Regions from separate parts of the Mus musculus genome. Here regions 1 and 2 are each linked to region 3. Evidence: chromatin contacts called from public HiChIP or PLAC-seq data. All regions are on one chromosome and are shown on one strand. The core of a region is the stretch at or near the end of the contact, and the rest is flanking DNA. Distances in the headings are between cores, read along the strand shown. Region 1 overlaps Sorcs3 (sortilin-related VPS10 domain containing receptor 3). Region 2 overlaps Sorcs3 (sortilin-related VPS10 domain containing receptor 3). Region 3 holds the start of Sorcs3 (sortilin-related VPS10 domain containing receptor 3).

The links. HiChIP or PLAC-seq counts read pairs in DNA pulled down with a chosen protein or histone mark.
Region 1: a contact with region 3 is called in an H3K27ac HiChIP or PLAC-seq map of neural progenitor cells, with 15 times the contacts expected there. The contact joins the enhancer-like site here to the promoter of Sorcs3 in region 3. A contact is called at or near these places in 4 of 39 promoter capture datasets (the 3T3-L1 cell line, embryonic stem cells, second pharyngeal arch cranial neural crest and 1 more), 1 of 484 Hi-C or Micro-C datasets (cerebral cortex), 7 of 115 datasets of contacts at active chromatin or transcription factors (embryonic basal ganglia, embryonic forebrain, embryonic hindbrain and 4 more) and 1 of 9 other capture datasets (embryonic stem cells).
Region 2: an H3K4me3 HiChIP or PLAC-seq map of neural tube shows a contact between it and region 3, with 4 times the contacts expected there. The contact joins the enhancer-like site here to the promoter of Sorcs3 in region 3. A contact is called at or near these places in 3 of 39 promoter capture datasets (embryonic stem cells, hippocampal neurons and stem cell-derived epiblast-like cells), 8 of 115 datasets of contacts at active chromatin or transcription factors (VIP interneurons, embryonic hindbrain, embryonic limb bud and 5 more) and 1 of 9 other capture datasets (embryonic stem cells).

Annotation. Positions count from the first base shown.
Region 1 is chr19:48,649,673-48,653,267 of GRCm38.p6, forward strand. The region is part of intron 6 of Sorcs3 (sortilin-related VPS10 domain containing receptor 3); the gene reads left to right. Among named protein-coding and RNA genes, the nearest start is that of Sorcs3, 450 kb to the left of the region's middle. Within about 2 kb of position 2,144, at least 6 of the 459 cell types and tissues checked have an H3K27ac peak or open chromatin away from gene starts, as enhancers often do. A contact at or near this core is called in cerebral cortex and neural progenitor cells, where this site is marked.
Region 2 is chr19:48,704,693-48,708,295 of GRCm38.p6, forward strand. Sorcs3 (sortilin-related VPS10 domain containing receptor 3) reads left to right here. Exons shown (of 27, transcript NM_025696.3): 11 at 1,217-1,319. Among named protein-coding and RNA genes, the nearest start is that of Sorcs3, 500 kb to the left of the region's middle. Within about 2 kb of position 1,974, at least 9 of the 459 cell types and tissues checked have an H3K27ac peak or open chromatin away from gene starts, as enhancers often do. A contact at or near this core is called in neural tube, where this site is marked.
Region 3 is chr19:48,203,732-48,207,379 of GRCm38.p6, forward strand. Sorcs3 (sortilin-related VPS10 domain containing receptor 3) reads left to right here and starts at 2,294. Exons shown (of 27, transcript NM_025696.3): 1 at 2,294-3,066. The coding sequence starts at 2,449.

The sequences.
Region 1 (3,595 bases), core at 894-3,393, 450 kb after region 3:
GTAATCTCAAAGGCAAAGCATAACCACAAGTCATTATATAATTCAGCATAACGGAAATGTATAGGCTTTTAATAGAATTCAATTTTGTTTAAGTAGTGCTTGCTGTGGTTTTATAAAGCCAGCAGAAGAGAGAAGATGCTTCAAGCAATAGTTCTGCAGGTATAGGGGTGCAGCTCTTTTGGAAAAGCCTTGTAAAGCCAAAGCTGGACTGTGCTATGGAATTTGTCAGTATGGAGAGCAGCTTGCCTTGCTGAATATGGCGAGTTAAAAGCATCCTCCTTGAGCCCTGTACAGCTCCTGGCATGAATGCAGCCTCCTCAGAATGAAATGAGGCTCTCAGGGTGTTAGACTGTCTCTCTGTCCAAATTCCGGGATGCTGGTGCACAAATCTCTCGAGGAGGCACATTCATTTGTAAATCTGCTGTCTCTGTCATTGGCCTGGGAGTCACTTGAGAAAACTGAACTCCTAGTTCCTATTTCCCAGAATAGCAAGGAGTGTCTGACACCTGCAGCTTCCTGTGTACTGTGGTGAATACAAAAGAAATGAGGCAGCCCAGCTAAGGCAGCCCTTCACAGCACCAGAAACTATATGCTGTAGTGAGGATGCCCAGAGGCTGTCTCAGCCTGGGATAGAAAAGGCCTTTCCTAAGCATTCTGCTAAAACACTACAGCTACTTGGAAACCAGGCCAGATATTACAGGGGTACCTAGCAGATCCCTCTATTTGTGGTGCCAAGGATAAACTTTTTTTGACTGTGACCTTTTGTTTTGGAAGTGGAGCAGTCCCCACACCAGCTCTTAGAAATGTGTGACAAAAGGTGTTTTTTACATTCAGAAACATGTTAGTCTTAAGCACCCTCCAGTTGGAAAATCACTACCTGGCGCTCTCACACGGCAGTCTAAATGCGTCTTCTAGGGTTTAGCCTCTGTAGTTTTTCTTCTTATTTGGGGATGTTTGAAATGAAGAACAGAAAATTCCATCTCAGTATTAATGGTGACATACAGTCAGTCTTCCAGCAGGTGCTTTGGTAGTAAGGCTCAGGGCTCAGAGGCATTGCCTATGCTCAAGTCCAGGTGAAGTTTTCTCATTTTCAAGGATTCCCTCTTCACACATCACACAACCTCAGCAGTCACTCCCTCCTCCTTCTCCTCCTCCTCCTCCTCCTCCTCCTCCTCCTCCTCCTCCTCCTCCCCCCCCCTCCTCCTCCTCCTCCTTCTCCTCCTCTTCCTTCTTCTTCTTCTTCTTCTTCTTCTTCTTCTTCTTCTTCTTCTTCTTCTTCTTCTTCTTCTTCTTCTTCTCATTCGTTTGTTCTAACTTGGATGTGTTCTTTGCTTTGTGCACAAGCCTGGCACTTAAAGGATGCCCATAGCAGTATAAACTCAGGGCATGGCTTTACCATCCACACAAACTTTTCCTTCCTGACAATGCTGCCACTGTTAGTTGGTACTGACTGAGTATATGGGGGATGCTCTCAACTACAGCTTCTTTCCTTTCCCTTCACAGTATAAATGGCACTTAGCTGATAACATAGCGAATCCTGGTGACCGTCTTACTTAGTCTACCCCTCCCGGATGAGATGTTGTTGTTACAATTAATGCAGGATTGGTACTGCCTTGTCCTTAAGTGCCACACTATGATCATTAATCTTGATCTGAGTTTCTTCCTGTGTCTGGTACCTGATATTACCAAAAGCAAACGAGAAAAACAAGGCCAGGGTATTAGCAGCGCGTTTTGGGATTTCCGTGTATATGATAAATATCCTTCTGGGTTCCTTCATAGAACTTTACATATAGTCATATTTATTCTCATTTGGAGGGACGGTTGCTATACTCACAACTCGAGATCTATTAGAAATATGGAGCCTGAAACAAATGGTATTTTCTGTGCAGCCTTGACACCCAAAGGTTTTCCTATGTCAGTCTCTAAGTTCTGATTGGTAGACTGGACATCCACTGTCCTCTCCTGAGTTCTCATTGGGCCGTGGCCACAATGGCACTAATTACTGTTGTTCTGAGTTTTGGAAAATCAAAGCATTGAGACTTCCAGCACACTTGTCTGGCTAAAGACTGCAAGGTCTCTTAATGTGAAGTGGATTTCAGCAACTCATGTAAGTGCTGGTGTCTCCTTAAATGGAACCTGTCAGCCCATGCCGCACACTAGCGAGCCGAGCCAGAGCCAAGCTGTAGGATGAGTTTGGCAGCGGTTCCTACTTGTCACAGGCCAAGGTTTGAGTAGGTGTTGATTTTGTTTGGGGTGGCCTTGAAAAGACTTGATTCTTCTTTCAGAGTGTTCAAATGCAAAGAGCAGAGTAAACAGCCCGGGAAGAATGAGCCTTTCCATGAGTGTAAGCAAGTGGTCCTCCCATGTGTACCTTTGATTAGCAGAGTGAAGAGCTTTCGGAGACACTGACTGACAAGGACACGGGTTTTCATGCTGGTGTTTGTGATTTCTCTACATGTGTTTCCATGCAGCCTTTTACTGCATTTTGGTGCTTTAGTCAAGGAGCAAATTAGTAAGTTTGCACATATGCAAACATATCCCCAGTGGGCAGACATTGTGCTCCAAAGCACAGCTTGGGATCCCTGCCTTCCCCTCTCCCCTCAGCAACAAGTAGAAAGCCAGGCCACTCTTGGCTTCCTTTATGAACAAAAACAAAAGCGAGGACACATTCAGTACATATTCAGAAGCTCTGAAAAGACTGATCTTACCCTGTGCATGGTCAGGGTCTGGGGACTAAAAACATGTCTCCCTTGTGAAGTGGACCAGGATAAATGAAAGAGCATAGGTTGTGTGTTAGGTCATTCTTGGGTCTCCTTTGGACTGCGGTCTTGTTTGCTTAGCCACACAGCATTGTCCTGTACAATATTTGAAATTTAAATGGCCTGCAAAAAAAAAAAAACCTTAAAAATCAGAATATTTTCCTTCCTGACAATGCTGCCACTGTTATTTTGATAAAATAATAGCAGTATTTAGAAATCCAGAAGGTCTAAAAGCAGATTGCCTATAATGTATTAGAGCCAATTACTTTGAGGTCTCATGAAGGCCTAGGGCAGTCTTGGACTTGTCATCTTCTGCCTTCCCCACCTAAATACCTGAGATCATAGGACTGAACTGCCAGGCCAGAGTATGCTTATAGTTTGTCCATCTTTTAAAACAACAAACTAACAACCAAAAACAATTTGTAATTTTAACCCTGAAGGGAAAGTAAATATTGAAAAATAATAATAAGCTTCTCAACTTGGAGTTTTAAAGCAATCTACTTGTCATTTTGACCATTTATTCCTTAATTTCAAAAAAATGAACAATAACTGGGTTTAAAGCAATTTGCAGGGTAACTTCTTCACAAAGACTCAGTTGTAGTTTTTTTCCTGAAGGAACAAGAAATTGAATACATTGTTTTCCAGGATGATCCTGTAGTTCTGCACTTATCATCTGAGGTTTGGTTGTTGTGGTTTAGCCATAACCATGACTACAAATGTAGGGTTTTTTTTTCTAACATATACTTATATAAGTTTTATGTAAGTAGTAAGTGAATTTATTCTTGTTGCAAACATAATAAAGATGTATATTATTCAAAAATCACAGGCAGTAGTAA
Region 2 (3,603 bases), core at 724-3,223, 500 kb after region 3:
AGCAAGGAAGCCCAGCAGGGTCAGGCTACACTGAACTGTCAGTTAACCTATTAGCTTTTGAAGGTCATTGCTATGAGAATGTCAAGGCAGAAAGAGTGGGGGACATGATGTGTAAGATGACATTTTTGCTTCAAGGTGCCTTGATGTAAAGATAATTAACCCTAATAAAACCATCAGGTCCCTGTTAGTGGATGTTTGCACCAGAAGCCATTCTTATATCTTAGATATGTGACTGAGTTTATCCTGAGACAAAATTGTCTTCTTCCATATATTCAAAGAGATTTATTAGCCAGGTGACTTCTAGAGATTGTGTGAAAAATCTAGTTAAAATCATGTCTAAGTTAGAAAGAGCCACTAAGCCACTACCATTTTGTAAGTTTTAGTCGAATTCTACACTTTATTTTGTTTAGTATTTTCTGTGGCCTTAGTTTGGCTTCTAGGAAAGTCACACAAATGTCTGCCTATTCATTGGAACAGCTCATGGGATCACTGGTTGATTCTCTTTCTCTCTCTCTCTCTCTCTCTCTCTCTCTCTCTCTCTCTCTCTCTCTCTCTCCTGTTGAAACTTGATGATTCTTTATCTTACTCTCTTCATCAAATTTTCTCAATGTCTCAATTTGTCTTTGTCATAATTATTTTTATTTTATAGGTTTATCTCTATATATCACCAAACCCGTTTCTATACTAGGCATAGGCATAGGAAAGTAAATGGAAATGAGTCCAGTCTTCAGTGAATTTCAGATCATGGTTTAAAATGTTCTAAGTAAAATTATAAGTAGGCTTAAAACACACAAACACAGATGCAGACTATGGTGTGAGAAACTTATTGAGAACCTGGACTTTGTCAGGTAGTTTTCCACTTCATTCTGTTGGGTTTGATGGTTCCTATCATATCTGGAAGATATTCGTCATCCTCTTGGAAGGTAGGGTCTACTAGGCTTCCTAAAGCTAGCCATGAACTAGACCTTGAAGGCTAGATTGACTGCAGAAGAGGGCATTTGATACTAGGTTAGTAAAAGGGAGGAAGGATCTAGGGTGATACTTGGGACAACTTCTAATGTATAAAATGCTGGATTCATCAGGCAGATGGGTCTGAAGTTCAGCATCCACACTGCTGCTGTCCCTAGATGATACCTATCTGCAGCACCTCTTATCATGCAGGGCAAGGGTATGGCTTGAGTTTCTTGAAATTAAACTATTTTCTTCTTCCTTTTAGCCCTTCTGTTCCCTACACTTGCATCTGCAGCTCTCTGAAAACCCATATTCCTCTGGAAGAATCTCCAGCAAGGACACAGCGCCTGGACTTGTGGTTGCCACGGGTAAGAAAAGTTCTCTGTAGTTGTTTTTCACCTAAGGCTTTTGGGATAAGGTTTGTGGCATTCTCGTGGGTCATGGATTCATTTGAGCTTTAGATGGAAACTTCCCAGAAAATGAGCAAGATTGTTCAATCCTCAAAGCCCATTCTAAGAAACTGAGATGCTAAGAGCTTTGGACAGTCTTAGCTTCTAGGTTAATTCATCCTGTCCCAAAGTCCCAGAGGGGTCCTCTGCATCTAGTGAAAGGCCAGCATTCCTGTCAAAGTCAACTGACTGATCAGAGAGACTGTAACATGGAATTCTTAGTTTGAGAAAACACTCAGTACAAACTTCCCAGCTCTCCAAATATCAGGAAGGGCAGTTTTCTCTTTACACAGAGGATACTTTACAGAAGGTTTCACCCCAGAGCTGTTTTTAATCAGGAGGTCTCTGGCGCATGTAAAGGTTTGTTTACACATGATTAAGCACTTGGCAAAGAGCCTGGGGGAAGGGGCAGAAAAACTTGAGTTTGCAACATTGGAGCCATTGTCCACTGAGCATCAATCAAAAGTGATGATACAGCAGCTCTCAGATGAAATGAAAGTCTCTGGGGAATGTACCTGGATTAGCATGCATCTGATTTGCATACACCTTTTAAGGAATACATTGTACTTACATAAAGTAAGACAGGCTTCTAATCTTAGCACTTACAGCTCTGGTATCAGGGAGCATGCCCCACCCCCAGCCCTAATGAAAGCACAGGAATTCACATTGACTTTCTGAGGATATACAGTCCTGTTCCACCAATCCACTACTCTTACTTCTGGATCCCCTGTTCTTGTAGAAATGGATTCCTCCTCCAAAGCTCCAATCCAATCAACTTTCAATCACTAACAGTCACCAAGCACTTTAGTAAACTCAGTGGCTAATAGAGCCTGCTGCCTTCACAGACAGCTTCACTTCACTCAGTGTGGATGACTAACATCACTGTTCTCAGAAGCACCAGAGAGTGAGCTGAGTGATACCTACACCCAAAGTCCATGAGTTAGTGCATCAAGGTCAGGGGCTATTGGCCTATCTGCCTCTTATCAAAGTCTACAGGAGACCCAAGGCTGGAACAGAATATATACTTGGCAACAGTGGTCACAGATCAAAGTAGACATCTGAATGTTTCTAATGACAGCCCAGTATATTGCTCAACTCAACCACTCTGAACTTTTGTGTTTTAGTTGGCAAAGTGGGGATAATAGAGCTAACATAGCTAAATTTAGGATTAAATGAAGGGATGAATTTCAAATGCTTTCGAATGTTCAAGATCTATTGGCTATTCTGCATAAGATAGCTACCATCACCCTGTATTCTTGATGTCAAAGTTGTTTATGCAGGAGAAGAAGGTAGTTTGTTTTTTTTTTTTCGCTTTCAATGGAACCCATAATTCTATGCTTACATCATACATGCGATACAATTCAGGAGCCTGTTATCCTGTTCTCTAAGCTTAGCTCTGACACAAACTTATTAGAATGGTGAGTTTGGCTTAGTTTTTAACTTCTGAACTTCATATCCCCATTTGTAAGACAGAACTGGTTATCTTCCTTATGAATATATAGAGAAGACCCATCTATAAGAATGGGCACAGTACTCAGAGTAGGTGACAGGGTATGGACCCCAATCATTTGTAAATTAGTCTAATGCTATGTCTTTAATGAGTTAGCAGGCATTCAAGCATTAAATGTTTATTTTTGAATATTTAGTCATATATATCAAGATTTACTAATTTCTTTCCCTTGCGCATAAACTCTGGAAGCTACTTTCCTGCCATGGAGTAGTTGGAGAGCTAAGAAATAGACAACAAGATCCTGAGATAACTAACATGCTGGTTTTTGCTTCTGCATACCCAGCTTCCATTACTTTCCTGGCTTTCACTGCTGTGCAAGGGGGTGGGGAGTGTTCTTTAAATACCTACCTTCCATTCATGCTTCTATTCCCTCTCTCTGCCTGAGAAGCTCTGGGCTCTGTCTCCCACCCTTCCTACTTACTCTTCCCTTCTCACATTGTCTTGAGAACTGGTCTCAAGGAAACTGTGGATAAATGAGTGCACTGGGGTTCCTTCACACCTCTTGTTGAGGACCTATCTGGAGAGTCTAATGGTGACTTTTACCAGAAGCATTAGGATTTCCAATATCCTGAGCATTGACTCCTACTACTAAGGAAGAACTTGCAACTCCATAGCTCACAGCAGTATAGTCTGAAAAGCATCTTCCTTTCCTTGGTTATAGAGCAGTGAGCTAGATGAGAGGATGGCAGCTCT
Region 3 (3,648 bases), core at 1,044-3,543:
TCAACATTTTAGCTGCTGAGTCAGCCTGGAAGATCTCTCTTGGGAATCACAAGGGTAGATGTTCCTGATGAGAAAGGCAAACTCACTTAGAGGTTCGCGGATTGCTTTCCTTGTGTGTGTGTGTGTGTGTGTGTGTGTGTGTGTGTGTGTGCCCGCGCGGGGGAGTGGGGGTGGGGGTGGGGGTGCGCATAGAGGCGGCGGCGAGGAAATTGGTCAGCTCCTCCCTTGTGGGGAGACTTGGGAGGCTGTAAGAGCCTTGTATCCAGAAGTGAACGGACATACCAGATCTCTTAAATCCTAGCACCCTGCTTAGAAACGGATCAGGGGGGTAAACCTCACTAGGTTGCGGTTGCAGCTCCCCGCCTTCTCCGGTAGGGGCGCTGGGCACCAGCAGATAGCTTATTCTCTCCCAGCACTGGCTCCAGCGCCCACCTGGATCCGTAGCTTTGCAACTTTTCACCCCTGCATCAACGCGCTGACCCGCGTCTGGAAAAAAATCCACGAATGCCAAGTTCATTTCATTCTTGGTGGGAATTACCCTTGTCTTCTTTGTCCAGCCTAGCCATCTTCTCCGCTCCCAATTTTCATTTTAGCTTTGGTGGGAAAGCAAGTTCAAAAGGCGAGGGCTCCCGGGAATCCCTGGCTTGCATCCTTCAGGCCCAGAACCCCGCTCCTTCGCATCGCAGCACACCTGATCTTTCCCAGGGTGTTCTCAGAGTTCCTACTCTTCTTTCGCATCATCCTCTCCCCTCCCCTCTTCCATTTCCCCTCTTTGTTTGCTCACACCTCCAACCACAATTCCTCTTCCATCGCCAGCTTTCACCTTCTACAAAGAATCTCTTCTAATTCCTAAGGGGAAGGAACAACTTGGAGGCTATGTTCCTCGTTTAGCCTTGGCACTCCCCCCTCCCCCATCCTTTTCCGGTGTTTCCTGGAGGCCACCTGTCCTAAAGGTTGTAAGCCACGTCTCCAGCCAGCCCTCAAGCTTAGCACCCCTCTCTCCACCTCACCAAAGTCTCTGTCTTCCTGAGGTCTGGAAGAGTCCCAGTCGCATCAGGCGCGCATACCCTCCTGCCACGGGGGACAGGGGACCTGATAAATGCTTGCTGCTTTGGGCAGGGGACCTTCCAAATAGTGGCAGACACTTTGAAACAAGTGGCCCTGCTCAAAAGCGCGTCTGGGGGTCAGAAGGGCAAGACCTAGCAGTCCCTGGCAGGAAAACAGGACCTGGATCTACTACTGTCCTCCCACATCTAGTGTAGGGTCCCCAGAATATCAGCCTTTGCTTTGCCCGGCGGCTTTCAGGCTCGCTTTCCAGACCTCCAGGCGGCTTAATCTGATGACGCCCACAGGTGCTGGAGGACCGTGCCTCATGAAGAGGGGTGCTACCCTTGTTCTCCACATTGCCTCTGACCACTCACAGGCTTCTGGATGTGCAAACAGCCTATGCGTGATTCTCGAGCACCCACGGCCGGAGCGCACCTCGCACTCCGCCCCGCCCCGCCCCGCCGCTCTCACTCACACAAGCCAGTGTAAACGCGCACGCAGGGAGCCGCGCGCCCCCGCACACCCAGCAACACCCCCCCCCCCCAGCTCAACCAGGTACCGACCCCCCAGGCGCCCTCCCTCCAGCCCTGGAACACCCTGGTCTCCCTCTCTCCCTCTCTCGCCTGCGCGCACGCACGCGCACGCACGCACTCCCCGCGCCCCCGCACCGGGAGGGGGCGCAGGCCTCCGGGGGCGGGGAGCCCAGAGCAGAGTCGTGGGTCCATCCCGCGCTTGGCTTCAGAGCGGTAGCTCCCGCCTGGCCCTGGTCTCCAGATCGAGAACAGTTGGCAGTGGAGATAATTTACTCCTCCTTCTCCTCCCGGAGACCCTATACTTCCCGCACGCCGTCTCCCGCTCCCAAGAACAGACCGAAGAGTGAATCCCCAAACGCAGCCAGGAGCGGCTTCCCAACTCCGCGCCCGAAGCTGGCTGGCTGGTGGTTGGATTTCCGAAAGACTCCGGATAAGGGTCTGCTGTGAGCCCCCCCCCCCCCTCCTCCAAGATCCAGCTAGCGTTGCCCATTTTAAGAGGATTTCCCTATTCCCTCTGAACACTCCTTTTCACAAATTTTTTAAAAGAGGTCGGTGGAAAAGATTGGGAGGGGGGGCATTTTAACAACAGCATCAAACCGGCCAGAGCATCGAGAGAGCATTTAATAAACTGCCTTTGGGTTTTGGAATCACCCTCTGGACCTGGGAGCAAGCGATCCAGAGGGGAAGAGTGTAAGGGACAGGCGAACCACCTCCTTCCCGGCCGCCCCCTCCTCATTCCCCTGACACACTCGCTAGCTTGCTTGCCGGCGCGCGCATCCCTCCAGCACCCCCCACCCCCCCTCCATCGGACCCGCACCTCGGCGGGCGCCACACACTCGGCAGCCCGAGCCGTGGTAGCCGCAGCGGGATGGAGGCGGCAGGCACTGAGCGCCCCGCAGGCTGGCCCGGGGCACCCCTCGCCCGGACTGGGCTGCTGCTCTTGTCAACATGGGTCCTGGCCGGCGCCGAGATCACTTGGGGCGCGACAGGAGGTCCGGGGCGCCTGGTGTCCCCGGCTTCACGACCACCAGTGTTGCCTCCTCTCTTGCCACGGGCAGCGGAGAACCGGTGGCCTGAGGAGCTGGCATCTGCACGGAGAGCCGCTGCACCGAGACGCCGGTCCAGGCTAGAGCCACTATCCCAGGCGAGCCGCGGGGAGATACGGACTGAAGCTGCGGGAATGTCGCCTGAAGGCGCTAGGTGGGTCCCGGGCATTCCATCTCCTAGCCAGGCGGGCAGTGCGAGGAGGACTCGCCGGGCGCAGCCCCCAAGCCCCCTGGAGCGCGGGGACTCTTGGGCTACTGCTCTCGCAGATGGTGCCAAAGGAAGCCGTCCTCACACCAAGGGTTCGCGAGAGGAGGTGAGGGCGACGCGGACTGGAGGAGCGTCCACTGAGGAGCTCCGGCTGCCCAGCACGTCTTTTGCACTGACCGGGGACTCGGCTCATAACCAAGCCATGGTGCACTGGTCGGGACACAACAGCAGTGTGAGTACCCATCTGGCACAGATCGCTAGTCTCCTGACAGCCGAGGGTAACGGTAATGGGAGGCGGGGGGTGGTGGGGGGGGGGGTGAGGAGAGGGGCGAGGGACAGATAGTTTCTCAGGGTCCAGAAGGAGAATCAGAATCCCCGGACTTTTAGAGAGGGGTTTGTCCTGCCCACTTCACGCCCCCAACAGGTTAGCCGAGTTTTGTTATAAGATGGCGTGTGCATCTGTTTACTGAAGACCCCAGTACTGAGGCTGTCTGGAGGGCTAAGAGGAAAGTGTGTCTTAAAAGCTGTCTGGGTGAGGAATCTGGTCACTCTCTCCCGCATCCAGGTCGGAGAGTGACTTTTTCTTTTCTGGGGAAAGGATGGATGCTTGAATTCGTGAGTGTAAACATGGGCTGATGTGGAGAAATCTCTAGACAAATTCCCGAGACTGGAGGAGCTCCCTTTTAGCCCTGGGGTCATGTGAAGGGAACCAGGGAGCTAGGGAGACTGAGGCCACAGGGACAGCAGAACACTTGTTCATTTTGGGGTCGCTGCTCAGCACATGACGTTCTAGCCAGGCTGGGAGCCGGGCTGC